Regions from separate parts of the Mus musculus genome. Here region 2 is linked to region 1. The links are chromatin contacts, called in public Hi-C maps. All regions are on one chromosome and are shown on one strand. Each heading gives the region's core, a stretch centred on a gene start, on an enhancer-like site or on the middle of the called end of the contact. The rest is flanking DNA. Distances are from core to core; before and after follow the strand shown. Region 1 has its middle 4.2 kb from the start of Gm24851. Region 2 holds the start of Trpc4 (transient receptor potential cation channel, subfamily C, member 4).

Region 1 (4,725 bases), core at 2,008-4,507:
CTCTCTCTCTCTCTTGCTCTCTCTCTCTCTCTCTCTCTCTCTCTATATATATATATATATATATATATATACATATATATGTTTTTTTCCATTTCTTTTGGGCTTGAATATGTTAGCCATCCAAATTCCATTGATATAAATATTCATCAATAAAGTGGTCTCCTTTTCTCATTAAATTGCAAGAGTGTTGCTAACACTGTAACTACCCATATTAAAAAAAAACATTTCCACCTAATTTGAGCAAAATAAGATGAGAATGATAGCTCAAAATTAATGTTATAAATTAGTACTGAGCGCTGGAGAGATGGCTCAGAGGTTAGAGCACTGGCTGCTTTTGCAGAGGATGGAGGCTCACTTCCCAGCACCCACATAGAGGTTCACAACCATCTGTAAGTCCAGTTCCAGGGAACCTGATGCCTTCTGGCTCTGTGTGCAATGCATACACATGTTCAACCAAGCCCAGGCAGAGAAACACACATACAGATAAAAAATAAATCTTTAAAAGTTTGGGATTGCTGGGCAGTGGTGGCGCACATCTTTTAATCCCAGCACTTGGGAGGCAGAGGCAGGTGGATTTCTGAATTTAAGGCCAGCCTGGTCTACAGAGTGAGTTCCAGGACAGCCATGGATACACAGAGAAATCCTGTCTCGAAAACAACAACAACAACAAACAAATAAACAAACAAAGAAAAAAGAAAAGAAAAGAAGAGAAAAGAAAAGAAATGTTTGGGATTGATATGACCACACACAGTTCAAGATACTGTGCCTGTTCCTGGGTGCAAGCATGGCACTGGATGGAAACCATGTGCCCTGGCCACACACAGTGCACCAAGGGAAACATGAAAATCAATAGCTAATCAATGCAACTGTGCCAAGCATAAGACATTTACCTGCTCTGTGGCTCCTCTGAGGAGGTGAGGAGATCCGTGATGTCACTGAATTTCTTGTTCATCTTTGCATACTCTGAACACATAGAACACACATGTACACATGCCCTCTGCTCTAGCATTCTTTTCTCCTGTCTCCAAAAGAGGCTGCTTGGCAGAAGATGGAGGCAGAGGGCCGTGCTGGCCTGCTGGAGCTGTCACATTGCCCATACATAGCATCTGAAATCTGTGTTCTGTTTGTTTGGCCTCCTGCCAGGCTAATGCATAGACACTGTGATGGTTTGAATATGCTTCGCCCAGGGAGTGGTGCCATTTGGAGGTGTGACCCTTTGGGAGTAGGTGTGGACTTGTTGAATGTGTCACAGTGAGCGTGACCTTTAAGACTCTCATCCTAGCTACCTGGAAGCCCGTCTTCTCCTAGCAGCCTTCAGATTGAGATGTAGAACTTTCAGCTCCCTTTGCATCATGCTTGCCTGGATGCTGCCTTGCTCCCACCTTGAACAGAACCTCTGAATATGTAAGCCAGCCCCAATTAAAATGTCCTTTATAAGAGTTACCTTGGTCATGGTGTCTATTCACAACAGTAAAATCCTTACTAAGACAGACATGCAGGCCAGGCTCAGCTGTTAGCTAACCATCCCACATTCCAGTGGCTTGTTTGGTTTATCCAAGACAGTGAAACAAGGACTGAGCCAGCAGGCAGATCAGAAACAATGAAAACAAATGCTCGTTTCAAACTAAATGAAAACTGGAAGTGTCTTCGTTAAATCAAAGTAAGAACAGAAAGTTAAAAATAAAATATTCATTTAATGTTCTGAAGTTTAAAAAACACGTACACTAGACAGAAGCACAGACACTTCTTTTCTAACACTGTCTGCTCTTTAAGGTCAGATTTTTTTTTTCCTTTCATACACACATAAAGTACCGATAGGGGTTACATGACACAAATAACAAAGGCAGCTGCATCTTTGCCCAGCACTTATCTGTGAAGGATGGTGCCACTGTGTTTGAGAATACAGAGTATGGGCTTAGCTGGCAGCCCGTTCCCTCACTAGTCATTCAGATGGGGGGATGCTTGCACGTTAGGAGGTGGGCAGTGTAGACTGCAGAGAACCATAGCAGGGATATGAATGGCCTACTTTGGACAACCACTATGATTATCGTTTGAATGTTAGTGCCTCTTCCACATTTTCTGGAGTGTAGTAGTGTTAAACAAAGCAAAACCATGTCTTTGATGGATAAATGAAAAGGGCGGAAATCTGGTACCTGAAGTTATTACCTTGGTAAAATAGGCTACACAGCGGGGTATAGTAGTGTAGGACTATGATGGCACCCCTTGCAAGGCCGAGTCATGAGGATTAGACCAACATTTCAACCCTTCAACCCCTCGGCTTTCTGCCACAGAAGGACACTCACAGCAAACCGCAGAACCTTCCAGAATGTAATCTGCTAGAATCTGGATGGGTTGTGGACTTACCAGCAAGCAGAACACTGAGGAGTATTTGTTGCTGGTCCTGAGAGACATCTCAGTGGGTAAAGATGCAAGACTGACATGAGCTTGACACCTACACCCCATCCAACACAAGAGCAAAGCTTGCACCAAAACCTTGAGTTTGGTCTTTGAGGTCTCCCTCCATTCTGTCCCCACCCCAGGTTGACACCTGGCACAAGGACAATGTTCTACTTCACTGTATTTTTAACTTTAAATGAACTCATCTAATTATCAAGTTTAGAGCTCAAGGAAGAATGTAATTTGCTCAGAGTGTCTGGAACAAATTACAGTTCCGAGCGAGGCTCCCTGAAGGACTCCGGTGGGACTGCTCCCAAGGGGCTTGTGAGAGTGCTTTATTCAGATCACGGGTAACAAAGTAGCACTGAGAGGCAATTACCTTGTGCCTGGGACCTCCAGACAGGAAGATAGTGATTATTTGGATAGGCAAGCTGGATCTTCATTTTATAAAGGCTTTTTTTTTTTTTTTTCTGCCCAAGCTTTTTTTTCTGCCCATATTTTCTCAAAAGAAAGCTTTTAGAGGCAGATTTTTTTTTTTGTTATGTCTTCTATTTTAAGATGTCTTTAACAAGTGGAGATGGACCTAAAATCGGCTCTGCTACTTCAGCTTTTCATTTACTACGAAGCCTCTATATACCCTAGAAGGTTCTTCCGGCTTACAGTTTGCTCCTTGGAGGATATTTTGGGTGCTTATGATGTTTTGTAATGAAGAGGCTGTTACTTGTTGGGTGGAGTCCTTGCACCTCTGCCGGGTGCTTTATGGTATGGAAAACAGTCCAGAGGAGTGTTTCATTTGAATGCTACAGCTCCGTATAAAAAGCACGAAGCTAAGATACCTCACAAGCGATCACAGCCTCTCACTTCCCGCTCTGTATTCATGGGTTCCGGTGTGCGGCAGGCAGTATCGCAGAGTAGGCGAAGGCAAGGAAGTAAGTAAGGGAGAAATCTGTGGACGAGAGTGACAAGGAGGGAGGGAAGAGCTTTCTGTATTCTCAGGACAGGCAACTTCCTGGGGGTATCACTGGGAAAAGCTGGCTGATGATCCACGAGTGCAAAGTGCCGTGTCGATGCAAGCTCGGAGTGTGATTTTGCTGCTGAGTAGCTGTGTAAACTTGGCAAAAATGTATGGAACTCAGAGATTGTTCTGATGATTAAATATGAATGGAAAACCTAACATAGAGTTTGGCACATTGCAAGAAGCCCATTAAGTATTAGTGTTCGTGTATAGTAGTTCTCTCAGGAAGAAACACACTGTGACCACCATTTTTAGGAGTCTTCATACTTCATACAGAATAGAAGGAGCGATGACCATACCAAAACAAACAAGCAAATAAATAAAGATTATTTAATAATCCAGAAATAAAGTCTTTAATCTATAATCTCATTATTCAATTTACTATCAACTGTAGGGATTTTAAGTTACTTTATAACAAGTTTAGAAAATAACCCTCTATCCAATGGTCTGAAAGGTTTTGTTTTGGTTTTTTAATCACCATTAGCATGATTTTCAAGTATGCTCTAAGTGTCAATTGCTAGGACCACAGATTTTCTTCTGCTCGGCCTGTTGTTATGTATTATATAAATTAATTTTTTTTAAATGTTGAATCATTCTTGTATAGAGAGAATAAAACCTGCCTGGTCACAGTATAGATTTTTAAGAACACATTGGTGGATATGTTTGAATTAATTTTGTTGTGGATTTTTGCGTCTAAGTTCAAAGCGATACTGAAATTTTCTGTGTTCTATTTTCAGAGATGATAACATGAGGGAACAGGAGCGAGGATTAGGGGTGAGGGGACACAGTCAGATGATGAATCCTGGGGAAATCCGCCTGGAGACCAGAATCTGGCCAGTGCATATGCTTATATACAATGTTTGAGCCAATCTCGAATCCCTCAATCCTTGGCCAATTGTAACTCACCACACCTTCCCCATGCTCCAGTGAAGGCCATGCCTGATGAGGTAACTCAGGTGGAGTTGGGGTGGTGGTATCATCACCTGTGAGGACTTCCTGCTAAGACTGAGAAGTGGTCTGCACCCTGCCCTTGGTTCCTTTTTTCTGGCCAACCGGTGTGCTGGGAGCCATTTTAGATCTAAGGCCACATGCAGCAGGCAGATCAGGACTCTTCAAGAGGTCGCAGGAGTCTGTGGCACTTTGCTCTCTGTCCCTATTCCTTCACAAGGTTGTCATTCACACCACCACCACCACCACCACCACCACCGTAAAATCCATTAGGATATGGGCATCTTTATCTTCAAAGAAGTGATGAGTCCAAGATAATTTCTTCAGTTTTTCTAAGAAAGAATAAAAGCTACTTAAACCTCTTG
Region 2 (4,473 bases), core at 1,464-3,963, 310 kb after region 1:
AGAGAGAGAGAGAGAGAGAGAGAGAGAGAGACAGTAATGGCATTCTTCATGAATGCCTCACTATCACAGAAAACCATGACAATGGTCCTTGGCAGAAGTGAGTTTTCCATATCTCTGTGCCTGTAACGTTGTCTCTTTCTTCTTCAGTTTTCAAAGAAAGAACTATACACATTGTAGCTCCTGAAGAGAAAACAGAAACTTTAGAGGTTAAAAATTCCTTTCCTCAAACAACAGTGATCCCAACTTCATGATCTGTTTGAAGTGTGAATAGGCACTAGATGTAACTGCCTTACCGCTGCCATTCCTTGGTTTACTTCCTGTTGCTAATTTCAAGGCAACAGTAACTTCTTCTTTCCTTGAATCAGACACAAACCTAAACTCCAAATAAACAAATCTGCTTGAGTGTAGATTCCTTTGGCCCCACTGACCTGCAGCTTAAGGACTTACAGGTTTCTTCTCACCAGACTGTTTAAATGCCTTACCTTTTTTTTTTTTTTTTTTTTTGTATAATTACCAATCATTTCATGTATCACAAGCACAGCTACGGCAATCCAGACTTGCACACGCTGCTGCTGAGGAGGGTTTGTGGTCCATTGCTCTTCCTTCCAAGGGAACACAGGCTGCTAGGAGCAAACGCCGATGATGCTGGTGTGCGTTTTGTGGTCCTCAAGGTTTTGCTTTTGCTTTCCTTTTTTTTTTTTTTTTTTTTTCTATTTTGTTTTTATTGTGGACTCACATCCACCTTTCTTATGGGAAGAATAACAAATTAGGGAAGACTAGAAAAAATATCTGTCTCTGATATCATGATAAAAAATGGTATCTGCTATGAAGAAGTAAGAGCCCTAAGAGAGCTGTGTGGATGATCTCAAGTGTTGAGTTCCTTTTCAAGCATCCTTAAACCTGTCTTAAGGACCTACACTCATGACAGCCTGTATTTTAGCAGAAACACTTCTTCAACCAATGTCTGCTCCAGGTTTGGTTTTTATACATTTACTGATCATTAAGAAAAACAGGTTTTGTGAAATTTTTTTTTAAAGAAGTAGTTTCAGTTGTACCACGCCAAACAGATGTCGATGTGTGTTTTTCTTCTTTTCTTCTTCAGTAGAAAGTAGGTTTAGATTTATTGTAAAGTTCATCTCCATGTCTACCGAGTGATGTGTTTTGCATATTTTATAAAATCCAGTGTTTAATGCTAAGACAAGAAAACTACCTTTGAAAGATGTTGACACACATTTATGGAGATCTGTAGAGGGATTCGGGGTAGGGATGGAGTTCTTCTGTTGCTCATCCAGTTTTCTGGTACAGGTTTGTTTGGTGTACTGTAAAGGCCTCGGTATTTTGTGGGACGGACTGTGGGCTGTGCTCTCTCAAAATCACTCTAGGGGTCATGCTGACCTATGAGAGGAGCAGTTAGCTCAGGAGAAAGAAAACTTGACAACTACAAACAGCATTTTGAAAAGAACAACAAAACAAAACCTTCACTCCAAAGAGTACACTCCAAAGTCAACAAAGCCTCCTTACTCTGCAATTACCCTTAAAAAACAAAAACAAAAAAACGAAACGGAAAAAAAAAAAAACCCACCTCACTCATCTGACGTTCAGAAACGCAGAGTGAGCCTGAGTCTATTAAATCTTGCTGCTGGGATGCTTACAGGCGATGGGGGGAGCTCACAACCGCCTGTGCTCTGAAAAAGAAACCCGAGAAGTGAAGGTAGGAGGGGGCTGAAGCCTTTTGGCAAACGCACTGCTAAGTTTGTCCCTTGGTCTTGAGATCACGAACAATAAAGGTGTGGCAAGTTACATGAACTTTTCCACCTCTGTACTTGGATCTTATTTTTGTGTATGAATACTACACCAAGAGATAAGCTGTATCTGGAAGCTCAAGATTAGAGTTAGAGATGCTGAGTCCGGTGGCAGACACCGTCGTTCACCAACATGCCCACCTGCAGCCACCAGGACCTCCAGCTCCTACGCTGGCCCATAATTTGGGATTAAATACGTGGGAATCTTGATTGCCAGTTGTTTAGAGGGAGCCAGGTAGGAGTGGATGGGATGCTGGGGGCTTATCATTTATTTATTGCCACTGTCTGGATTGTTGATGGTAGTGGCAAGCACATCCCTGCACTAGCAAGGCAAGTGTGACACCTTGAGGACAGGGAAGGGGGTGCCAGGAGTCCAGGGCGGCTACAAGAGTTGCCAGGGCTGGGTAGGGGGAGAGACAATTTGTTCCAATCCTTTGACCAGCTGCTTAGTATGGTTGGAGCAGGGCTTTCCAGGGTTGGGTTCGGTTGACAAGTGAAGTTTTGCATTTCTCCTGGGCTACACCAAGCCCTGATCTGTGTATGCCAAACACCCAAGACCTCCGGGTCTGTCCTGACCACCACTTAGCTGAGTGACAAGCAGACATATGGCGAGCCACCCTGCTTGCTGACTGACCTGGAGAGATGCTCCCGGGTGGCGCGTTGAGGTGTTTGTGGGTCCTTTATACCCGCTCCTAGGGAGGTGCGTGGGATGCGCATCCATTCGGGCAGACCCAGGATGGGTGGGGGCGGTCCTCCAGGCTGCTCTTTGGCCACCTTGGGAACGCAACTTTTCCGGGGGTATAGGTGGGGAGAGCATCAGTGCCTGGTGGGCGAGGCTGTCGTCCTGGGCACCCCGCCCCCTCCTGGGCTGCCCCTCCCCCGCGCCCCTGCTCTGGCTCTCCAGCATCCTCACTCCGCCCAGTTCTGTGCCAGCTGCGTGGGCTCTGGTTTCGTGCGGGTTTTTTTCCCCCTTGGAATGCTCCAAAAAACTCGGTAGCGACTACGGAAACCCCATCGGAACTGACCAGCTGCGCTAGCACCAGGCACAGCACTGGTGCTGCGCGCTCGCCGAGCCCACCTCGGTCACTTCAACCACCAGATTGCAACTTTGCGGGTAAGAGAGGGTGCAGGCTCCGCGCTCCAGACGCGGGCCTCACATCTGGGATACTGATTAAGTTTCCTAAGCCGACTGGGAAGCAGGCTCCCTGCTAGGAGGCGGGTATCCCTGGGGGCTTACGCGAGTCACCAGGGTGCAGCAGCTTTTTAAGGTTCTTCTTCTTTTTAAAAAGGTTGCTTTTTTAAGGTTCGGGGAAAGATTTTCGCGAAGCTTTCTTTGGATGACCTGGGATAAGGGGGAGTTTGGGGGTGCTTCCAGGCTCTCTCTGTATCGCGTTGTGAGGCAGGGGTGAGGACGAAGAGCGAACCCCCGGTGTGATTTACATGGTAAACAAAGGATCAGCCCTTATCCCCGCGGTGCTGGGGAGCTCGGTGCTTGTGTACAACCTCCCGTGCGCGTTTGGACGTTTGGAGAGGATGGAAATGACATGGTCCTTGGGCACGTAAGGTGAGCTCTATGACTCTCCAACGAGCTGAGGGCACGAAGGGAGGACAGCGACCGCTGTTCAGTGGGTTCATTCCCCTCTGCGTCATTTTCCTCTGTCAAGCAGCAAAAGCACTTTTAAGCTTGTGGTTGGACCAGGTTTGGGGGTTCCTAGTTCGCTTGGCAACTGAGATTCCAGCTGAACCAGTGACTCTGCTTGCTACTTGAGTAGATAGCTTGAATCCATGGCGCAACTTGTTGTTTCCAGCTGCGAACTGCCTTTTGTGACTCCAGAGAGAGACAGAGAAAGATAGAGACATGAGGGTGGAGGTGAGCTGGGCAGAGGGACCAAAGACCATGTGTCCAGTGTTCTCCAGCCACTGTGGTGTATCCCTGCCCACTGCGGTTTTTCCCAGGGGAGCATTATCATTAAATACCGCTGGCTGCTATAAAAGGTTATCAAGTTACTTACGGAGGGAGTAAGCTACTAAGCCAAACGAGTGGGAAGAGAGAGAAAACGCTGTCACTGTGCCTTTAAAATGAAATCTTCGAACAGATTTGTAAAACTGTGATAAAATAAACCACCGAGGTTCATAGGCTCGCTGGCTTTTCTCTCGTAGTCATCACAATGCAAAGTACTTAAAAATTCTTTAGGAAGAATAAAAGATTTAGCAGAGGATTTTTTTTTAAAGACTCAGACACCGAGAGTAGGAGTTGGCGGTTATGTTAACGGTGTTACGATTTGCTATTTAAAGTTATATTTGTAACGCCTACTTCTGTTCATCTGGACAGTAAACCAGGAAACATCCAGCTCTTAAGAGAAACAAAGTAGTAAGATATAGGGGTAATCCTGTCCGAAACTCAGAATTAGGATCAAAATTGAATTTAACGTGGGTAAAGTGAATGAAGGTCTTTACAATCTCTGCAAATCAATGCTGTGGTTAACCAGGATCAATCAGTCAGCCCGGGCAAGGTAAATGGGCATCAAAGGATATATGAATAACTTGGATTAAAAAGGGTAGCAAGGAGAGGGAGGGAGAGTGCATGTGCACGGTTTCAGAGAAAGACTGCAAGGAGCAGCTTTGCCTTGCCTGAACTTTGATCTGAATCTTTACACTGACTGGTGGGAGG

Evidence for each region. A called contact is a pair of places that touch in the nucleus more often than the background predicts.
Region 2: a contact with region 1 is called in a Hi-C map of cerebral cortex, with 5 times the contacts expected there. The contact joins the promoter of Trpc4 here to the enhancer-like site in region 1. A contact is called at or near these places in 13 of 39 promoter capture datasets (the 3T3-L1 cell line, the C10 cell line, cranial neural crest and 7 more), 2 of 15 datasets of contacts at CTCF or cohesin (large pre-B cells and pro-B cells), 8 of 484 Hi-C or Micro-C datasets (cerebral cortex, cortical neurons, embryonic stem cells and 3 more), 4 of 115 datasets of contacts at active chromatin or transcription factors (embryonic forebrain, forebrain, neural progenitor cells and 1 more) and 1 of 9 other capture datasets (embryonic stem cells).

Annotation. Positions count from the first base shown.
Region 1 is chr3:53,845,209-53,849,933 of GRCm38.p6, forward strand. No RefSeq gene overlaps it. Among named protein-coding and RNA genes, the nearest start is that of Gm24851, 4.2 kb to the left of the region's middle. Within about 2 kb of position 3,258, at least 8 of the 459 cell types and tissues checked have an H3K27ac peak or open chromatin away from gene starts, as enhancers often do. A contact at or near this core is called in cerebral cortex, where this site is marked.
Region 2 is chr3:54,153,344-54,157,816 of GRCm38.p6, forward strand. It overlaps Trpc4 (transient receptor potential cation channel, subfamily C, member 4), which reads left to right and starts at 2,714. Exons shown (of 11, transcript NM_016984.3): 1 at 2,714-2,916.